Linked DNA regions of Mus musculus: regions 2, 3, 4, 5, 6 and 7 are each linked to region 1. A link is a contact called in public HiCAR-type, HiChIP or PLAC-seq and promoter capture Hi-C data. All regions are on one chromosome and are shown on one strand. Each heading gives the region's core, a stretch centred on a gene start, on an enhancer-like site or on the middle of the called end of the contact. The rest is flanking DNA. Distances are from core to core; before and after follow the strand shown. Region 1 holds the start of Wipi2 (WD repeat domain, phosphoinositide interacting 2). Region 2 holds the start of Iqce (IQ motif containing E). Region 3 holds the start of Amz1 (archaelysin family metallopeptidase 1). Region 4 overlaps Gna12 (guanine nucleotide binding protein, alpha 12). Region 5 holds the start of 2900089D17Rik (a long non-coding RNA gene). Region 6 holds the start of Lmtk2 (lemur tyrosine kinase 2). Region 7 holds the start of Aimp2 (aminoacyl tRNA synthetase complex-interacting multifunctional protein 2).

Region 1 (2,541 bases), core at 29-2,528:
TTCCTTCAAGGGTATGTATGATCTCCGATAGGTCTTCCAGTGGAAGACCATATCCAAAACTATATAGGCAACACAAAATGGAATTGGTGGGTTTAAAAAAGAAAGACTGAAAAAAAAAAAGACATAAAGTTGGGTGGGTAGGGAAGAAGAGTGGATCTGGGTGGTGGTGAGGTTGAATATGATCAAAATGCTTTGCATGAAATTCTTAAAGAATTCATTAAAAAAAAAAAAAAGAAAAGCTGGGAATCGTAGCACATTTAATTCCAGCACCAGAGGGCAGAGGACGGAGGGCAGATGGCCGAGGGCAGTATATTTCTATGCATTGAAGATTAAGATGGTGAGTTCCAGAAGAGCCAAGGTCTCCAAAGGCTAAAGCAAACCATTTTAAAGGCTACTTTAAACAAGCGTGGTGGTGCAGCTCCATAATCTTTTAAGAGGTAAAGGCAGGAAGACCGGGAATTCAAGGTCAACCTCAGCTACAGAGTCCAAAGCTAGCCTAAGATAGATGAGCCCCGATCCAAAGACAACAAACAAAACAAAAACACGAAACAGGAAGGGTGGGAAAGTGTGCGCCATCTTTTCCTCAACAACTTTGCCATCTTTGCCCCTCTGGCTGTACTAACAAAGTTCGACTTTGCTCCCCGCTTAACTGTCCTCAAGGACAGCACACTGCTCTTGGGAACTACCAGCCTCTTGCCTAGAGGTTCAGTTCTAACAGCACAGAACAAGTCTCTCTCTTCTCCAGGACCTTCGCCACCAGAACATTTCTATCTCCTTGAAGGGAAGAAGAGAAAGGAAAGAAGGGAAGCAGCGGGAAGGAGAGAAAGGTGCTTCCCATAGACTGTTGCACGGACCAATACATTTAAAGTAGAATCCTGTCCCAAGGACCGTGACCGCACGCGCCTTTCCAGTCTCAGACCCAACATTTGGCAAATCGTTTGCAGTTCTGCGCCTCGCTTTTCAAATCTGCAAAACGGACGTGCGACATTCTCTTCGAGCAACGCGGTGCGCCAAAGTTCCTAGAACAATGATCAACGACTCAGGACCAACGAGGTAACTCGCCGTTCTCAGACAGCAAGCCCCCGCCCACTCTCCGCCACGCGCAGGCGCACCCACCAGCGCACCTTTATGCATGCGCAGTCGACCGGAAACACCCGCGGATGCCTGCGGCGAAGAGGCGGGGCCTACGCAGCGGGCCTGCGCGGAACGCCGCCGTGCGACGCGAGGGTGGGCGGGACCGCGCAAGCGCGCAGCCCGTCCCGGCTCTGGAGCATAAACAAGAGTGGGGACGGGATGAGGCGGCAGTTGGTCCCCGCGCAGCGAGAGGCGGCGAGCGGGGCGACCTGCCGGACCGGACGTCGATCCTGAGTGTAGCGTGCTCCCGCGGGCCGCCCGAGTCGAGCTGCGCGCGCTCCCGCCAAGGGGGGTCCGAGGCCGTCGCGCGCTCGCAGCCATGAACCTGGCGAGCCAGAGCGGAGAGGCCGGCGCCGGCCAGCTGCTGTTCGCCAACTTCAACCAGGATAACACGTAAGGCCGGGCGCGGACGCGGGGCCGGGGCAGAGACCAGGGCTGGTCAGGTTGAGGGGTATGGGCGGGGGGCGTGCTGAGCCCGCGCGGCCGCTCGAGCGCTGCTGCCTCCTGGGCCGGGGGAGGTGATGGAACTCGGGGTGCCCCCATCCACCTGTCCTGAGACCTGGCCTTTCGCAAAGTTAGGAAGGAACTGTGCACGCCGGTTTGCGCCTGTCACCCGGACTCGGTTTTGCGGCCATCCTGGGCATCGCCCGCCTCCCCCTTTCTATACATCTGTATCCTCACTGCTTCTGTCGCTTTTCATGGCTTTTCTTTTTCTGTTTGCTTATTTCTTCTCTGCCGACCTTTCTGGCAAGTAACTTTGGTCTCCTCCAAAAAAGGACCAAACGGCAGTAGTAATCCAGGCCTTCGATCTGAGACTTTATCCTCAAGGGGTCTGGGAGCTTCAAAAGGGGGTGAGGTGGGCTATTCCTGGGGTAAAAAAGAACCTTCGTACCGGTCCACTGTTTTACCGGACTGAACTCCTGTAGTTCCCCATCTGGTTCTTCAAGGCTGCCTCGTTGGCATACCTGGAAGGTAGGTAATAGATGAGGTTTCTGATGAAGGATGGATGAGTTATGGGACTGGAAGGGAGAAGAGCCATCTTGGGAAGTGAGTAAGAGGAAGTGATGTAAGAGGAGGAGGAATGGGTCACTTGGCATCACACTAAGTAGTTGGTCGCTACTGGCACAATAGCATTAGCAAGGCAGGGACTGAGGCTTTTGTTTTTCCTCACTTAAAAGTTAGATTGGAGAATGGCAAGTACCTGTGTGGAGGGAGGTGCAACAGGTGCTCAGTTGGACCTTTAGACGAGCTCAAGAAGGAGGTGCTGTCCTGAAATTGGGACCAGCCACAAATGAGACTGTGAAGTTCAGAAAGGGCTAGAGTCTGTCAGGATCTTAAAGTTGGCTAATAGTGGGATGGGGCAGGCTTGGGTTCTCATCCCCTGAGGTTGCTCTCCTGGTGTTCTTT
Region 2 (2,541 bases), core at 17-2,516, 1.9 Mb before region 1:
TTACTTTACATCCGGTTCGAAGTCTTCCCCCACCAAGTCCCACCCTTAGTGGGGATGGTTTTAACTTCTTAAAGGTCTGGAGATGCAGTTCTGCGAGCGAGCCCGGTGAGGGGTGCGGGTGGGGGGCGCTCAGTGGTAGTCAGAAATTAAGTGCTTGCCTAGAATCCCCCAGTGACCCAGCTGGGGAGGTTTATCTGTAGCGCTCTAGTCTGGCATGAGGGTTTCAGTCCCCAGTAGCACCCAAAAAACAGAGATGAGGGAGCAGTTACTGGGGGCAGCTACTGAAGGCAGTGTTGAGAGAGCGACCTCCAAAACTAGGCAAATCTTGGAAAGCTTCGAGTGCAGGAACAAGTAGGGAATCCCAGCTGCTCTCTGCTGACCTAAGGCTTAGTCGTTCAGTCTGTTGTGGAGGCTCTCACAGGCGTCCCCTGGACCCTTGAAAGTCATATTTCACCATGGCCAGGTCCCTGCCTACCTCCCTCAGTGCCCTTCTAAATCTCAACTCCAAAAGCTTGCTTTCCGGTGTGCTACTTTCCCCGGCCTTGCGGCCTTTACATTTAATGCTCCTACTGGCTCTAAACCTGTACCAAGCTGCTCCCTACATCAGCCTATTGCCCTGTCCTATAGCCACCGCCCCTCTCCCACCGCCCCCCGGAATGTACAAAGTTCACTTGATACCGACACGCAGAGAGTGAGAGAGGCACACCTCTTCCAGAGATGACTCCCGGACCCGTGCAAAACTAGCCTTGGGGGAGGCTGGGGACAGGACTTCCCCCTTGCCCTGGATCGCTCCGGGGAGTCGCGAGACCACAGCCTACAGCAACACTTACGAGAGGAGCTTATCGTCGGCCGGCTGCAGCCTCAGACCCGCAGCGCGTGCGGGAGGGGCGCAGTCCCGGGGGCTTCCTGGAAGTAGTGGCCTCCGCGAGCGCAGGCGGGAGCTAGAGGCTGCTGGGGCGCGGGCACGGTGGCGGCCGACGCCCGGAGATGGCTCTTGTGCGGTAATAATCGGCCTGCCGGAGCTGGCTGCCACCGTGCGCCCTTCCTCCCTCCGCCCCAAGGCTCCTTACCGTCTCCGAGGCTATATCTGTGGTGCCCAGGCTCATAGCGGCAGCGCTGCGCGGCCTCCGGGTCCTGCGAGCTCTGCCCTCGGCTTGGGAGGCCTGCCAGCCGCCCTGGTACCATGGCAACCGTGCCGCGGCCACAGAGCCCCGGATGTGGTCCTTCCTCCGGAGCCCGACGAATCTTGTGCACGCGCAAAGTGTGCGCGAGCAAGGGGCCTACCAAGCACTCTCCCGGGGTTGCACGGCGCAATCCGTTCTTGTGGTCTTGTGGGCTTTTTTTTTTTTTTTTTGGTTGTTGTTTTGTTTTGTTTTGTTTCGTGGGATGCGTGAATTAATTGGCTTCCCGCAGGCAATACTAACTTTCTACCTGGAAGCCATGCTCTCAGATCCAACTTCAGGAGCCCGGGTTGGATTTCGGCAAACACTGGCTGCAACTATGTAGTCCAGTGGGCAGAGGTTCCGAGGGTCGCCATGTTGAGTTGAAAAGAGAGCATAAAGCACCATCCTTAACGATACGCAAGATTTGAGATTGGGGACATCAGCCTATTTACATGTTTGTTTTTTTTCTGTAAAGAAACTGAGATGTTGGGGGCCAAGGTGACTGACTCCCTAGTTGTTAGACCTGGGGTCTGGCGCCATGAGGATAAGACTGCCCATGGGCCAGCACCAACTGCTTTAAACCCTCAGCTGACGGTTTGCTATCACAAGCCTCTCTGAACTCTCCAGGATTCCGTGGCTTTCCAACCCAGGCCAGATAGGGAGCACTTCCCTGGTGGCCCAGCAGGCCAGTGATAGATGAAAACAGTATGTCATTTGCCTCTGTGTGTGTGTGTGTGTGTGTACACGCGCGCGCACGCGCGCGCGTGATCCTGTCTGCCTCATCAATGCTGGGGTTACAAATGTGTATCGCTATGCCCTCCTTTTATTTTGTCCCCTTCCGCCCCCATCCCATCTCCTTTATGGATTCTGGCGACTCCTGTTCTTAGGCTTGCAAAGGGACTATTCCCCAGCACACATTCATTTTTTTGAGTAAACAGCTCTCTGCAACTGGGTGGCTTTGCAACATTAAGCTTAATACAAGGATTCTCCTGGGAGGTTTTTTTTTTCTTGCTTGTCTAAGGACCCATGATTTGCCAAAGAATAACAGCCCAGACTCAGTATGTAAACGCAGAGTAGTTTTTTGGTTTTGTTTTTTTTAAGATTTTATTTATTAGCCTGGCAGTGGTGGAACATGCCTTTAATCCTAACACTTGGGAGGCAGAGGCAGAGGCAGAGGCAGGCAGATTTCTGAGTTTGAGGCTAGCCTGGTCTATAGAGTTCCAGGACAGTCAGAGCTACACAGTGAAACCCTGTTTATTTATTTAATGTGTATGACTACACAGTAGCTGTCTTCAGATACACCAGAATCCGTTACAGATGGCTGTGAGCCACCATGTGGTTGCTGGGAATTGAACTCAGGACTTCTAGGAAGAGCAGT
Region 3 (2,541 bases), core at 12-2,511, 1.9 Mb before region 1:
TTGAGACAAGGTCTTTCTCATTCAACTCTGTTTTCACCGGGTTGGTTAGACTGACCATCAGTGAGCTCTGTTGGACTCTGTACTGGGATCACATGGGGACCAAGCTTACAGCACCCTAGCCTTTGGGGGGTGGAGGGGGACAAGCTAGACTCCATTCAATCCACATTACAATGTAGCATCATCAGCCTAGAGTCCCCAGAGTCAGTGACGTTCAGTGACTTTGCCTCCCACCTTGCCCCGGGCTTCCCACTGACCAACCTCATTCTGCAAATATTCCTCCCTGTGTAACCGTTCGTCTCTTTAGTTTATAAATCAGTGTCCATGTGTGTGCGTGCACCACGTGTATTTAGATCTTCTGGAGGAGCAGTGGACCCTCAGCCTCTCTCCTGTTTCTCCACACTATCTTTTGAGACAGGCTCTCAACTGAACCTGGAGCTCCCAGGCTAGGTTGGCTGGCTTGTAAGCCCCAGGGATTTCTCCGCCCCTGCTTCCCCGGCTCTGGAATTATAAGGGCGTACTCCTGCATCTGCCTTTTATGTAGGTGCTACGAGGTCTGGATTTGAGTCCTCATGCCTATGTGGAAATCACTTTACAGACAGAACCATAGATCTGTCATCTTTTATTGTCCAAAATGAGCCAGGAGAGAGGCCTGGGCAGAAGGGTGAGAAAAGACTTCTGATAGGAGCCAGGCAAGGAACAGTGCAGGATGCGTGGAGTCAGGGAGAGGAGATGAGCAGGGTGCTGAGCGAGTGGTCGTCTAAGGGGTACCCAGCATCCCCTCCTGGTCTCAAGTCTCAAAGAAGATGGATGGAGGGCCTTGATTCTCAGAAGACTGTTAGCTGACCTCCCTAGGACAGGGCCTTCTGAGGGGATTTGGGGAAACTGAGTCAGCCCCAGACCTCATCCTCCGTAAACCTACATTATAGACAACACTGTAGCCCCAGCCATCATCAGCACGGAGTGATTATGCCAGGAGGTTTGTTGAATGACTGAATGACCTAAGTCTGCTCCTGTGCCAGGCAGCCTAGAACCCCCTTCATGAGGTGTAAGCCTAGGCCACTCGTGGGACACTCCCCTGTTTGTGCCAGAGGCGGAGGACACAGAGACCTCCCATCTCGCCCCCTCTGTGGGACCCTCTTCCCCACACACATCAGTTCCTGTCAGAGCCAAGATGTGTCGCCATGGAAACTGCTTGGCAAAGGCTGGCAGGCAGAGGCGGCCAGCAGCCGCTCACACTACCCAGCTCCTGGCGGCACCCGTTGAAGTGACACGAGCGTGCCTGGCGGTGTGTGGCATGTGTGCGGTAAGTGAGGGCTTGGGTAGGCACATAAGTGTTTGTGTGATGTGTGTCAGAGGTGGTCTGGGAGTGTGTGCTCTTGTGTGTGCATACATGTGCATGTGTGTCAACAGGGTGAACTGTGGCCGTATGCATGCGCTCTGGGTGTGATGGCTGCTGGGTGCGCACAGTGATGGGAAATAGAGGACTGATGGGGATGTGTGCACTACAGGCTGGGTGTCACTAGGTGAAGGACCAGACCAAGGTGCCCTGCAGTTGCTGTCCCCACCCTCGAAGTGGACCTCCTAGCCAAAGACAGCCACGGCTCAGGTAATTATCCGTCAGAAGGAGTGCATGACTGGAGGGCTTCTGGGAGGCGGCAGCTACTGGGAGTCAGGCAGGTGAAGGGGAGAAGAGCAGTTATCTAGGTACAGCCTGGAGTCTGGGAGTGATGAAGAAAGACTGGAAAAGAGGAGAGACAGCCAGTAGGGATGAATAAGGTTGGCTTGCACTCAAATTTTAAAAGGCCATCTTCCTAGAATGGGGGTGCCAGAAAAGGCACCCACAGAGGTGGCACATGGGGTGAGAGGACAAACGGCTGGGACAGACAGAGCCAGGTGGCTAGGAAGCTTTGATGCTCCAGGGACAAGATGGGGCTTTCTCGTGAGACTAAGGGACACCTGAGGATCTTGCTGTGCAGGAGGACTGGGCTTGAACGGAGAGAGGTCAGGTGGAGCCAGCTGTGCTGGGCAGTCGGGAGAAAAAAATATATATATATATGGAGGTTGACCAGATGTTTCAAAGTGAGTGCAAGCCTGTGGGTAGGGTAGAGGAGTGTCTGGGAGGCATGCAACTTCTGCAGTGTGAGAGCATATAAAGAGAAGTTTGGGTCCCCAGGGTCTTGTCCCCAGGATCTGAGGACAGTACCATGCTCTCCATGTGCTACTTGTTCTCTATCCTTGTAGCCCCCCACCCCAGCTCTTTTATCTATGTGGGGGATGAAGATACTTTGGTGACCCCACCCTCCAGGTGCCTAGAGCCACCAGAAGCCCCAGGGTGGGCTGTTCCCTGGCTCCCAGGCCCATGCTCTCCTGAAGGGAATGCCTGTGCCTCATCCTGCCCCCCCCCTTAGGGTGCATGGACTGCCAAGGTGACAGAGACAGATGTCACTGGGCATGTGGTGGACACGAGGAACAAACCTCCATTTGGGGGTCTTGCTCAGATCCCCCTCTCAGGTGTCTTCCCACACTGGGGGCTACCTGGAT
Region 4 (2,541 bases), core at 20-2,519, 1.9 Mb before region 1:
TTGGCTCAGCAGGTGAAGTATCCTCAGAACCCACGGAAAAACCAGGGCATGGCAGTGTGTGTTTGAAACTCCAGCACTGGGAGTAGTGATGGCTAGTAGTCAGTCTACCGATTGGTGAGCTCCAGGTTTAGTGAGAGACCCTGCCTCTAAATATAAGATAGGTCTGGAGTTGACTCAGCTTTCAGAGCACTGGCAGCTCTTGCACAGGACTCAGGGTTCATTCCTAGCACTTATGAGGTGCCTCACAACCCTTTCCCTGTAACTCCAGTTCCTGGGGGATCCAAGGGTCTCCCTTAGAATCTTTTGGGTACCAGGTATACACATGGTGCACAGATACACATGAGAGCAACCCCCCACCCCGAATAAATAAAATTAAAAATGCTTAAAAAAAAAAGCCGGAGGAATCAGATGTGGTGGTCATTCCTTTAATGTCAGCACTCATGGTGCATCTCTGTGAGTTCAAGGCCAGCTTGGTCTACTTAGTGAATTCCTGACCAACCAGGGCGACACAAAACCCTGTCTCAAGACAATACAAAGCAAAGATGAAGAGTTGACAGGATAGTGACATTAATCTCTGGCCTCTACATGTACATGGGCACTGTGAGTCTCCTTCTCCTCCTGCCCCACAGCAGCACAATAAAACAACAAAAAGAAGGCAGCTATTGTATGACTGCATTTACAGGAAACACCCAGGGAGTCTACAGGCAGAAGATGGCTGAAGGACTGTCTGGGCTGGGAGCTGGGGCCAATGTGCATGGGTGGGATGGATCTCACTGGTGTGATGGAAATGTTTTAAAAATGGTTTTAGGGTGATGTTTGCACAACTTGGGGAAATTTACTGAAAAGTCCTTGAATTATACACTTCTAAAAAACTGAAGAAAAAGAACAAAGTTTCCACAAAGCCTGCTTATTTACTTAAGACAGCTCCTGCCTTGCTTGGGAGGAGGATTAATCATCTCCGTTTAATAATCCTGAGTAGCTCAGTGCAGGTTCAGGGCTAAGATCTACTTCAGAGCCTCAGCTTGCAGGGTAGGAACGCTCCAATTATACAGTCTGTTACAGGCCGTGTGCATCTTTATTAAACCACAGCTATTTGACAAAATAGCAGCAGGAAGTTAAACAGACCCTGCATGTCAATTAAAAGGAAACTGGGTAAGAGCCCTAAATGGAACTACAAGCTCCAGCAAGCTCCCTTCAAAGGTCCTCAGAGGAGAGTAGCCAGTCCCCCCTCTGGGGCCTCTGGGAAGGAAGTGGGGGGCTGCAGCTTGTGCTGCTGGAGCGGGGGATTCCCGAAGTGGATCCCCATTTCCTCAAGGCAGGGAGGAAATGAAGCCTGCTCTATAAAGAACCGGTGTCTGCTGTAAGAGCAGTGGGCGCTTTAAACCACCAAGCCATCTCCCCAGCCCCACAGAATTCTTTCTCATGTAAGATAGAATCCTTCCCTAGATGAAGATAGAGCCAAATGTGGTGGCTCAGCCTGTAATACCAGCACTCACTGGCCCAGCCAAAAAACAGTCACCAGGGTTCAAGACCAGCATAGGCTTCGGAGTTTGACAGTCTCTGAGACAAAATAAAGAGGAGGAAGGGAAGGAGGGAGGGAGGAAGGGAGGGAGGGAGGGAGGAAAAAAGGCGTTTTCTACCATGTCTCACGAGAGAGGGGAATGGGGAAGAATTAAACTTGTTGCCTGTTAGAAAGTTTATCAAGATCTTAACTCGATCCTTACAGTTGCTGCAAGGGTTAGAAAACACCACAGAAAACATGACAGGGGAAAGATGGGAGAGAAGGGGAGGAGGAAGAAGGGGAACAGGAAGAAAGAAGGAGACTAGGCCCAGACAGCGGTGCACCGCACTGGAGCACTCAGAATAGCTCTTGTAGCTCTTCTCTAGGCCTGACGTTAGCTCAAAGTAAAAAGCCACCCCCTCAAACAAAATCAACCAACCAATACCAAGAAATGGTAATAGAGACACTATAACTTTTTGAACATCAGCGTAAGAACAACCACAAACCTGGACAGTGCTTTCTAGCAGGAGTCACCTGAGAGCTCCCAAACCAGACAAGGAGAAAGTGGGGACACCCAGGGACTGTGCCTTCACGGTGGCTTTCCCAACCAACCTCTGGCCACCATCTCTGCCCACTCTAGGAGCCTAGGCACCCAGGGCTCCCTCCCCAGCCAGCAGGGCCTTGTTGCAACAAGGTCACTAGCCACCTTCCACTGATGGACAGATGAGCACCTGACTTCGGGCCACAGACCCAGCTCTCCTATGAAGACAACTTAAAAAAAAAAAAGATTTATTTATTTATTATATGTAAGTACACTGTAGCTGTCTTCAGACGTACCAGAAAAGGGTATCAGATCCCATTACGGATGGTTATAAGCTACCATGTGGTTGCTGGGATTTGAACTCAGGACCTTCGGAAGAGCAGTCGGTGCTCTTAACCGCTGAGCCATCTCTCCAGCCCCCCAAAGACGTTTACTCTAAGGAGGCTGGCCTGAACTTTGCAGAGGCTCCTCAAGGCTTCGGCACTGCACTTGCCCAGCA
Region 5 (2,541 bases), core at 14-2,513, 1.6 Mb after region 1:
TCTCGAAAGTTATTTATTCTCTGGCTTCCAAATGCGTGCCCACTCATATAAACACACCCTCCCCCCAAATAATTGTAACAAACATTATTATTATTATTTTTAGAAAAAAAGCAAAAGCTAAAGGAGGCCAGGATCTTGTTGGGTCTCCGGCCGTGGCCGGGAGTCAGAACTTCTCTGGAAGTCCAAGATCCATTGTGGGGCGGGACTGAACGAGGACAACACCCCGCCAGCGGCAGCCGCTGAGGCGTCTTTAAGACGCCCTCGCCCAAACCCCGCCCACAGCCCCGCCCCGCCCCGCCCACGTGACCCCGATCTTGTGACCGGCGGGAGGGCGGGGAACCCTTGGCGCGCCCGCCCCGCCCGGCGCGCGCCTCACTGGGCCGAGCTGCCCGGGACACCGCCGTCGCCGCTACCGCCGCCATCCCCGCCGGGCCGAAGGAAGCGAGCCGGGCCGGAGCTGGCGGGCGCGCGGCCCCGGGGGCCGCGATGGACCACAAGCCCCTGTTGCAGGAGCGCCCGCCCGCCTACAACCTGGAGGCCGGCCAGGGCGACTACGCGTGCGGCCCGCACGGCTACGGGGCCATCCCCACCGCGCCCCCGCCGCCGCCCTACCCCTACCTCGTCACAGGTGGGCCCGCAGCTCTTCGGGGTCCCCGAACGGCCTCCGGGCCAAGCACCGCGCTGTCCCCGGCGCGGGCCTGCCGGGGGGGCAGCTGCTACCCGGAGCGCCCTGCCCGGCCAGGCCCTGCCCCGGTGGCCGTGAACTTAGTGTCGGAGGGTTCACACTTGGCTTCTAGAGCCCACCCGCAGGCGCGCTCAGCCCCGTTGGAGGCGGGGAGGACGGGGGCTAAGGGGGAGGGAGGGAGGAGAGGAGGAGGGCCGAGTCGCCCGGGGCTGATCAGCACTCCGCTCCCACAGGGATCCCCACCAGCCACCCCCGGGTCTATAACATCCACAGTCGAACGGTCACCCGGTATCCTGCCAACTCCATCGTCGTGGTCGGAGGCTGCCCGGTCTGCAGGTAAGTCTCTAGCCTGGGGGTGGGGGGTGGCGGCGGAGAACGCACGTGCCGGAATCTTGCAAAAGGCCAGCGGGGGTGGGATGGGGTGGGGTCACAGCCCGGCTCCTGTCTCAGAGGGAAGTCCCGCAGGGGAGGGACTGCAGTGGGAGAAGGTGGGGTCACTCACCCCTGGCTCTGAATTTACTTTATGCGGCAGAAGGATGGGTTCCCTTTTCTGTGGGGAGTTGAGTGCATTTGGGAGGCATGGCACCCGGAGTGCGTGGGACGCAGGAATGTTAACAATGGAGACTGATGGTCTTTCCTCCCTAGTACTGGAGATCCGCAGCGAATCAGGGTTTGTTTTGTTAGGTTTTTTTCCTCCAGTTTCCGCAAGTGTGTCCAGTACTAAGGAGATATTGGGACTTGAGTCCGCAGGCCAGTATGCCAAAGGACTTAGGAGATCCAAGTGGCCAGCAGAGAGCAAAGGCTGTGAGGGTGCAGAATGACGACCAGGGCTTAACAACTCCTGGCCACTAGCTGGCCCAGGAGGAAACCCCGTGCTTCTTTGTTCCGGGCTGGAGTGGTTTTGTTGTTGTGGCTGTTTTACCCTCAAACTGGAGCTGACAGAAACTTTGTGGGGACTTTATGGAAGGTGAGAGATGCAGCCAGGCTCATTCTAGGCAGGCTTTGAGGATTCGGCTTCCAAGTTGGACTTGGCCACTCACCCGGGGATGGGCCAGGTACAGCTCGTGCAGGGCAGGGTTTCAGCCTTTGTCTGGCAGGGGGAAGTTCCAAGTCTCTGAGATGGAATTAAGAAACCCTTGTTTGGACTTAGCTTTCGTTTCAAAAGTGTGTGTCAGAGGCGCAGAGTGGAGCCATAAGGAAGTTAATGATTTTGGAAACTTGCGAGTGGCCTCACAAGAGATGACTGAGGGTGGAAGACACTGGACCCTCGGTTGATCATGTGCTTGGGGGAAGAAGGCTGAAGGCCAGTTAGTTAGAGTCCTCCTTCAGGGACCCAAGTGACTTGGCTTTTGGAGCTGGTGCAGGGGAGAGGAGTGGGACTCAGCTGCTTCCTCTAGCTGTAGATGGGGTGGCTCTCTGATAGCTTGGTCTTGCTGGCCGCCTCTCTCTCTGCAAGCTTTCCACCTGAGGGCTTGAGGCACACCAAAGAGGGAGCATAGACTGGGAGGTGGTCCTAGCTTGTTGAGCCAAGGGGATTAGTATAGGGTCTCCTGTGCAGAGAGAGAGCCACTGGGAACAGAAGGGGGTTAGTTGTATGGAGGTGGGAGACTTCCTGTGTGGCCTTGAGGCTAGTCCCTGCATGGGAATTCTCAGAGCCCTGAGGATGGGACAAATATTAGCTGAACTCTCAGATTTAAGGAGAGGTCTCATAGGGGTAGGTGGCAAGCAGGCAGGAAGGTGGGGAGAGGCATAGCAGTGCAGGGGGCTCACTAGGATTTCATGTCTGCTTGTTCCAGCAACCAGATCCTGGCCCTACCACAGTCAGCTGGGTTTGTTTCTGTTTTTTTTCCTCTCCC
Region 6 (2,541 bases), core at 28-2,527, 1.5 Mb after region 1:
GGTCTCCCCAACCCCAAGGAAGGGGCTCAGAGCTGTGTTACAGTCAAACACTTTCTCCCTTTCTATTATGTGTGCATGGATGTATGTGTTGTGTGCATGGATGTATGTGTTGTGTGCATGGATGTATGTGTTGCTTGTGTTTGCATGTGATTTGTTTATGTGTGTGCATTTTCTCCACCTGTCCCTGTGTATGTATGTGTGTGTGTGTGTGTGTGTGTGTGTGTGTGTGAAGGCCAGAAGAGTGTCTTTCCTCGGGGTCAGGGTCCACTTTTTGTTTTTGAGGCAGGGTCTCTTATTGGCCCGAAACTTACCTAGCAAGTTTGTCTGGCTTGTCAGCGAGTCCTACGAGCCATCTTTTTTTCTGCCTCTTCAGCAAGCATTGTCCACTAAGGTTAGATTTTCTTTATGTGGATTTCTTGGGGATCAAATTCAGGCCCTCAAGCTTGCAAGGCAAGCAATCTCTTCATTGCATTTGAGACATCTTCTACCTCACCTGGAAGTTGCTCCCTCCTCACACCCATCACCAACACCTAGCACAGTTCCAGTAGAGAACACCCAGGAGGAGCTCCAAGGTGACTCAAGACAGGGCTGCTGTCCTCAAGGGGTTTACAGTCACAGGAACAATAAAACATGACAGTCGGCCCAGGGCTGGGCTAGGTCGGGGCTGTGGATGCTCAGTTATTTGTGGGATTGGGGTGAAGCCATCGATGAAGTCATACATATTCCAGGTGTGTCTTGACGAATGAAAGGATGCGCATCTGCCAGGTGAACAAGAGGGGGCAGGAAGGGCTGGCTGTCTTGGCAGAGGAGCTGGCTTGAGCTCACTGCTACGTCAGTAAGTGAAGTCAGAAACATTCTGTGCTTGATCAATTAAAATTTTTAAAAATTTCAACGTTTCCTCAAGAGCTTATCTGATATGAGGGTCAGCCTAAGAAGAAGAGGCTAAGAAAGTTCTGATAAGTGAAAATGAAGAAAGTAAAACCGGGGATAAAATACCGAGAACCATGTTGGTAAAAATTAGAAAAGAAAAATAAAAAGTAGGAGAAAGAGAGACAAAAGTCCCAGATTAAATTATGTGGGTTATTATGGACTTCTTTATATCTTCCTAAAATAATTGTCGATGTTACCTGCTGCCCACGCCTCATTCCTCTGTCTGCAGGGGGCGCACCGATCGCCACCTTGCCGCCTATGGCTGAGAGGGTGGGGCTCCCGGAGTCAGTATGGATTGACGATTGGCTGGTCCAGGTGTCGGTCCCGGCATCCCGCCTCAGCTCTACGTCACATGACGCAGCCCATCATGGCGGCGGGAGCGCGGCTGCCTGGGCCCGCGGCTCCGCAGGCTGGGCGCCGTTGCTGCTGTTGAGGGGCGGCGGCGGCGGCGGTGGCGGCGCTGACGGGCGGGAAGGATGATGCTGGCTCCGAGGCCAGAGCGGCGGATGCAGACCAGGAACAAGGTTGACGTTTGGCTAAAGAGACGTGTGTCCCGAAGCAGCCGGCGCCGGTGTCGCTGAGGCGGCGCGGAGGGCTGACCGACTGACTGAAGGCGGCGACCCGAGAGCCGGCCCCGTGGGGGACCGCGCGGTGGACGAGATGCCGGGGCCGCCGGCGTCGCCGCCGCCGCCGATGCTCCTGCTGCTCCTGCTCCTGACGGTCGGCTGTGCCCGGGCCGCGCCACTTCCGCAAACAGGTGCAGGTGAGCGGAGCCCGGGGGCTGCGGGGCCGCTGCGTCTTGCGGGGCGGCGGCGAGGGCGGCGGGCTTGCGGGGTTGGGCCACCTCTGCGGCGGATCGGAGGCCTGCCGAGGGCAGGAGGCCGCGGGATGCCCGCGATCTCAGGGAGATTTCTTGCCGCAGGGGCGTGGGATGGGGGGCGGGGGCGCGGCGACACGGTGGGGGTTGGGGAAGACGGCGGGGCGAGGTGGCAGCGATGGGTTCCCCTACCTCCCGGGGGACTCTTTTTCCCGGACTCTTAAACTTGTTGCCCTAAAGGTACCTCCAGCTTCTGTCCTCGACACTTCCTTTTTTTTTTTTTTCTTCTTCCAGATGTCACCTGCCTCTGGTGGCTTTTCTCCCGTCTTATTATAAGAACCGTTTCTTATTTCTCGTCATTCCTTAAATGAAACCAATGACTCGCGGAAGCTGTGCAGTTTCCTTGGCTCACCGAAACTTGTTCTAAAGTTGTAAATTGATTTTAGATGCTGTGGTTGTTGGGCTATTGGTTTATTTATCTGTTTATTTATTTATTTTTTCGGAATGAGTCGCTGGGGATGAGAAAGGAACAAACGATACATAATTTTGTTTTAGGAAGCTAGTGACTGGAGTAGCATAGCAGCTTTTGCGTATCCACTGACAAATTGGCCTGAGGGTAATTGAACTATTTCAGCGAGTGATTCTCTTTTCAAGCTCTCAGCCCTTCTGTATTTTCTGCATATAGTTTTGATTTGGAGTTTATAAATAAAACTTCAGCCAAAGAAACCATCTCAGAAATTTTAAGAAAAAAAAACAAATCTAGGCTAACTTTCCATCATTACGGCTTTCTTTCT
Region 7 (2,541 bases), core at 27-2,526, 1.3 Mb after region 1:
GGTCTACAGAGTGAGTTCCAGGACAGCCAGGGCTACACAGAGAAACCCTGTCTCGAAAAACCAAAATAAAAAAAAAAAAGAAAGAAAGAAAATGAGATCAAACAATAGTGATAAGCATGGTAAGATAATTGTTCTGAGTTAGGCAGGCACACACTTCTAACCCCAGCACTTGGAAGCTCTTTCTCCACTGGTGGAGAAAGGGCTCAAGATTATCTTTGGCTGTAAGAATCCCAGGACAGCCTGGGCTACAAAGGCACTGTTTCTGCCCCACACTCCCATGGCCAGGAAACACGAAAAAGGACCTCAACTTACTTAGAAACTGGAGACATCCAAATTAAAACTACATTAGGATGTCTCCATTATCCTGCTGGTAACAGCTTAAACCTGTATAACCGCTTTGAAAAAGAACTTAAAAAGTGGAAGGCAAACCTGCCCACTGGGCCAGGAATTCCATTCCTATACAGGCTATTTATGTTAGCTAGTCTATAAATTCCAGCGCCCATGAGTGAGGACCGGGCAGATAAATAAGCGGGGTGTGGCCAGGAACAAGATCACTCACTATCGTTATAACAAAATCTTGTACAGTATGCCAGACAACAGAACACATACTATGTTTCCAGACCATCAAGATTATATAGCTTAAAGATAGCCTCCACAACCTAACCGCGAAAAAAACAACACATAACTACAGTAAAAGTCGGGACCTCTTGTGGAAAAGTTAAACTGGGAAGGATGGGGCACTAAACCCGTCAACCTGGGTTATGGTAACCCTGGGATCGCTCTGAAAATTCCTCCGAATGAGCATTTTTCGTGTTGTTCACTTTTCTGTGCGCCTGGAGATCGTGACAGGAACCCACAGCAGCACTCATCTAGGAGGATTTTGTCGGACCCGGCCGCAGAAGGGACCGGGACCCTAGGCAGACACAGCGCCGGCGCGCTAGACTGGACGAGGGATAGGGCAGGGTGCGGCGCGGCACGAACGGCGCCTGCGCACCAGGCAGGGGCCGCACGCTCCTACCTGCACGTGGCCCGCGTCGGTGGCGGGGCTGGTGGTCTTGCTGTGCACGTTGGGGAGCCGGTACATGCAGGTTGGAAGCTCTACATGCAGAGGTGCGCTGCCTCCATGATAGGGCTTTACCTGGTACATCGGCATGGTGGGAACCCAAGGAAGGTAGCGGGCGAGGGACAGGAACGCTCAGAAGCCACCCAAGGCCACCTCAGACAGCAGCCGCCTTCTTTCTGACTCTGCTGCTGGCGTTCCGGAAAATGAAGTCCCCGAGCTTTCATTGGCCGGGCTGGTCTAACGTCACCAACTTGACCTTTGAGTTGGCCAATCACCGGTAAAGAGGTCTTGGCATGCCTTCGCTAGCCCGCCCGGAAGGGGCGGATCATATGTCAAAAGCAACCAATGGGTGTTCCAGGAGACGCGTCTTTTCCCGAGAGCGGCAGCGCCAACTCTCCCGCGGTGACTGTGACTGGAGGAGTCCTGCATCCATGGAGCAAACCGAAGGCGTGAGGTGAGCTGGACTTGTGGTCTCCGGGCGCATTCTATAGAGTTCCCGGTATCCCGGTCTCTTGAAAGGACCGGAAGTGGCTGAGGCGCGAGGCGGGCAAGCTCGCGGACTGGACCGGGTCCTCTGTGAGGAAGCTATTTCCTCGGCATCCTCCCGCCACAGGCCGTGCACTTGAAACCCAGCACGAAAATCAGTCGCCGTAGACAAAATTCGTTTCCGCTGTTTGTTTATTTATTGAGTCTTTATTCTTGAAGACTTGGGGAGGGAGGCTTAAAGGCTCACGCTGATCTTGCAGTCAATAGGGTTTTTAACTTTTATTATATTGAGGTGCTTCTGTGCGTTTGGTGTAGTGTTCACAGGCGGCATCATAGCAGTGAAGCACATCTTCGAAGGCCAGCACAGTTACATTCGGTGACAGATTTGTAAATGCAAATTTGCTGTCTGTATTTTAACCTTGTGATTTCCCCAGAGATCCTTTGCAGTTAGAACGAGTGCAAGTGTTTGTTTTGGTTTTTTGAGGTAGTGCTTTGAACTCGGGATCCTCCTACTTCAAACACCCGAGTGCTGTGATAACCAGCGAGGTTCTGTGCAAGGTAGATTGAAGAGAAAAGAGGTTGGTTGGTTTATTTCACCAGGGTTTTTGGAAGTCTACTATATGTCAGACCATATGGAAAATACCCTAAAATTGTTACTGCAAGGATGCACCTATGTTCTGTTATACTTTTATGGGGCATTTCATAGCCGGGAAACTATTTTTATGGTGACTAAACCGTAGGGGAATTAGTGATAGTAGATTGGGACCTTGTCGTTGCTAGACTTCAAACTTCATATGATAGGCAATGAGCACCACTAAAAATTTAAACCTAAAGATTTTTTTCGACTGGATTTGTAATTGTAAAAAGAAATTGGTGGGAATCAAGCCACACCTATAATCCGAGCAGGAACAGGCTCAGCAGGAGTTCATAGTTACCTTTAACGACATAGGGAGTTTGAGGGCGCTCTGGGCTACCTTGGAACCTGTGTCAGA

The links. Promoter capture Hi-C pulls out the DNA fragments that hold promoters and counts their contacts. HiCAR-type assays count read pairs that join an accessible place to other places. HiChIP or PLAC-seq counts read pairs in DNA pulled down with a chosen protein or histone mark. Capture Hi-C pulls out chosen DNA fragments and counts their contacts.
Region 2: a contact with region 1 is called in a promoter capture Hi-C map of hippocampal neurons, with 5 times the contacts expected there. The contact joins the promoter of Iqce here to the promoter of Wipi2 in region 1. A contact is called at or near these places in 15 of 39 promoter capture datasets (the 3T3-L1 cell line, 3T3-L1-derived adipocytes, the SN4741 cell line and 8 more), 1 of 484 Hi-C or Micro-C datasets (B cells), 7 of 115 datasets of contacts at active chromatin or transcription factors (astrocytes, cardiomyocytes, embryonic stem cells and 2 more) and 1 of 9 other capture datasets (adipose tissue).
Region 3: a contact with region 1 is called in a promoter capture Hi-C map of embryonic stem cells, with 6 times the contacts expected there. The contact joins the promoter of Amz1 here to the promoter of Wipi2 in region 1. A contact is called at or near these places in 6 of 39 promoter capture datasets (the 3T3-L1 cell line, embryonic stem cells, hippocampal neurons and 2 more), 3 of 115 datasets of contacts at active chromatin or transcription factors (astrocytes, embryonic stem cells and large pre-B cells) and 1 of 9 other capture datasets (adipose tissue).
Region 4: a contact with region 1 is called in a HiCAR-type map of astrocytes, with 6 times the contacts expected there. The contact joins the enhancer-like site here to the promoter of Wipi2 in region 1. A contact is called at or near these places in 1 of 39 promoter capture datasets (hippocampal neurons) and 2 of 115 datasets of contacts at active chromatin or transcription factors (astrocytes and embryonic forebrain).
Region 5: a contact with region 1 is called in a promoter capture Hi-C map of liver, with 2.8 times the contacts expected there. The contact joins the promoter of 2900089D17Rik here to the promoter of Wipi2 in region 1. A contact is called at or near these places in 1 of 39 promoter capture datasets (liver) and 1 of 9 other capture datasets (liver).
Region 6: a contact with region 1 is called in a FOXA1 HiChIP or PLAC-seq map of pancreatic cancer cells. The contact joins the promoter of Lmtk2 here to the promoter of Wipi2 in region 1. A contact is called at or near these places in 1 of 39 promoter capture datasets (liver), 1 of 115 datasets of contacts at active chromatin or transcription factors (pancreatic cancer cells) and 1 of 9 other capture datasets (liver).
Region 7: a promoter capture Hi-C map of liver shows a contact between it and region 1, with 2.7 times the contacts expected there. The contact joins the promoter of Aimp2 here to the promoter of Wipi2 in region 1. A contact is called at or near these places in 3 of 39 promoter capture datasets (liver and pre-B cells), 1 of 484 Hi-C or Micro-C datasets (CD8 T cells) and 1 of 9 other capture datasets (liver).

The regions. Positions count from the first base shown.
Region 1 is chr5:142,628,306-142,630,846 of GRCm38.p6, forward strand. Wipi2 (WD repeat domain, phosphoinositide interacting 2) reads left to right here and starts at 1,279. Exons shown (of 12, transcript NM_178398.4): 1 at 1,279-1,527. The coding sequence starts at 1,454.
Region 2 is chr5:140,701,112-140,703,652 of GRCm38.p6, forward strand. It overlaps Iqce (IQ motif containing E), which reads right to left and starts at 1,267. Exons shown (of 23, transcript NM_028833.3): 1 at 1,071-1,267. The coding sequence starts at 1,106.
Region 3 is chr5:140,722,866-140,725,406 of GRCm38.p6, forward strand. Amz1 (archaelysin family metallopeptidase 1) reads left to right here and starts at 1,262. Exons shown (of 8, transcript NM_173405.2): 1 at 1,262-1,303; 2 at 1,509-1,606.
Region 4 is chr5:140,770,627-140,773,167 of GRCm38.p6, forward strand. All of the region lies in intron 2 of Gna12 (guanine nucleotide binding protein, alpha 12), which reads right to left. Among named protein-coding and RNA genes, the nearest start is that of Gm30745, 22 kb to the left of the region's middle. Within about 2 kb of position 1,270, at least 68 of the 459 cell types and tissues checked have an H3K27ac peak or open chromatin away from gene starts, as enhancers often do. A contact at or near this core is called in astrocytes, where this site is marked.
Region 5 is chr5:144,254,892-144,257,432 of GRCm38.p6, forward strand. 2900089D17Rik (a long non-coding RNA gene) reads right to left here and starts at 1,264. Exons shown (of 3, transcript XR_868683.3): 1 at 1,188-1,264. Bri3 (brain protein I3) reads left to right here and starts at 334. Exons shown (of 3, transcript NM_018772.4): 1 at 334-628; 2 at 919-1,021. The coding sequence starts at 487.
Region 6 is chr5:144,099,084-144,101,624 of GRCm38.p6, forward strand. It overlaps Lmtk2 (lemur tyrosine kinase 2), which reads left to right and starts at 1,278. Exons shown (of 14, transcript NM_001081109.2): 1 at 1,278-1,693. The coding sequence starts at 1,591.
Region 7 is chr5:143,908,563-143,911,103 of GRCm38.p6, forward strand. Aimp2 (aminoacyl tRNA synthetase complex-interacting multifunctional protein 2) reads right to left here and starts at 1,277. Exons shown (of 4, transcript NM_001172146.1): 1 at 1,019-1,277. The coding sequence starts at 1,153. Pms2 (PMS1 homolog2, mismatch repair system component) reads left to right here and starts at 1,439. Exons shown (of 15, transcript NM_008886.2): 1 at 1,439-1,517. The coding sequence starts at 1,495.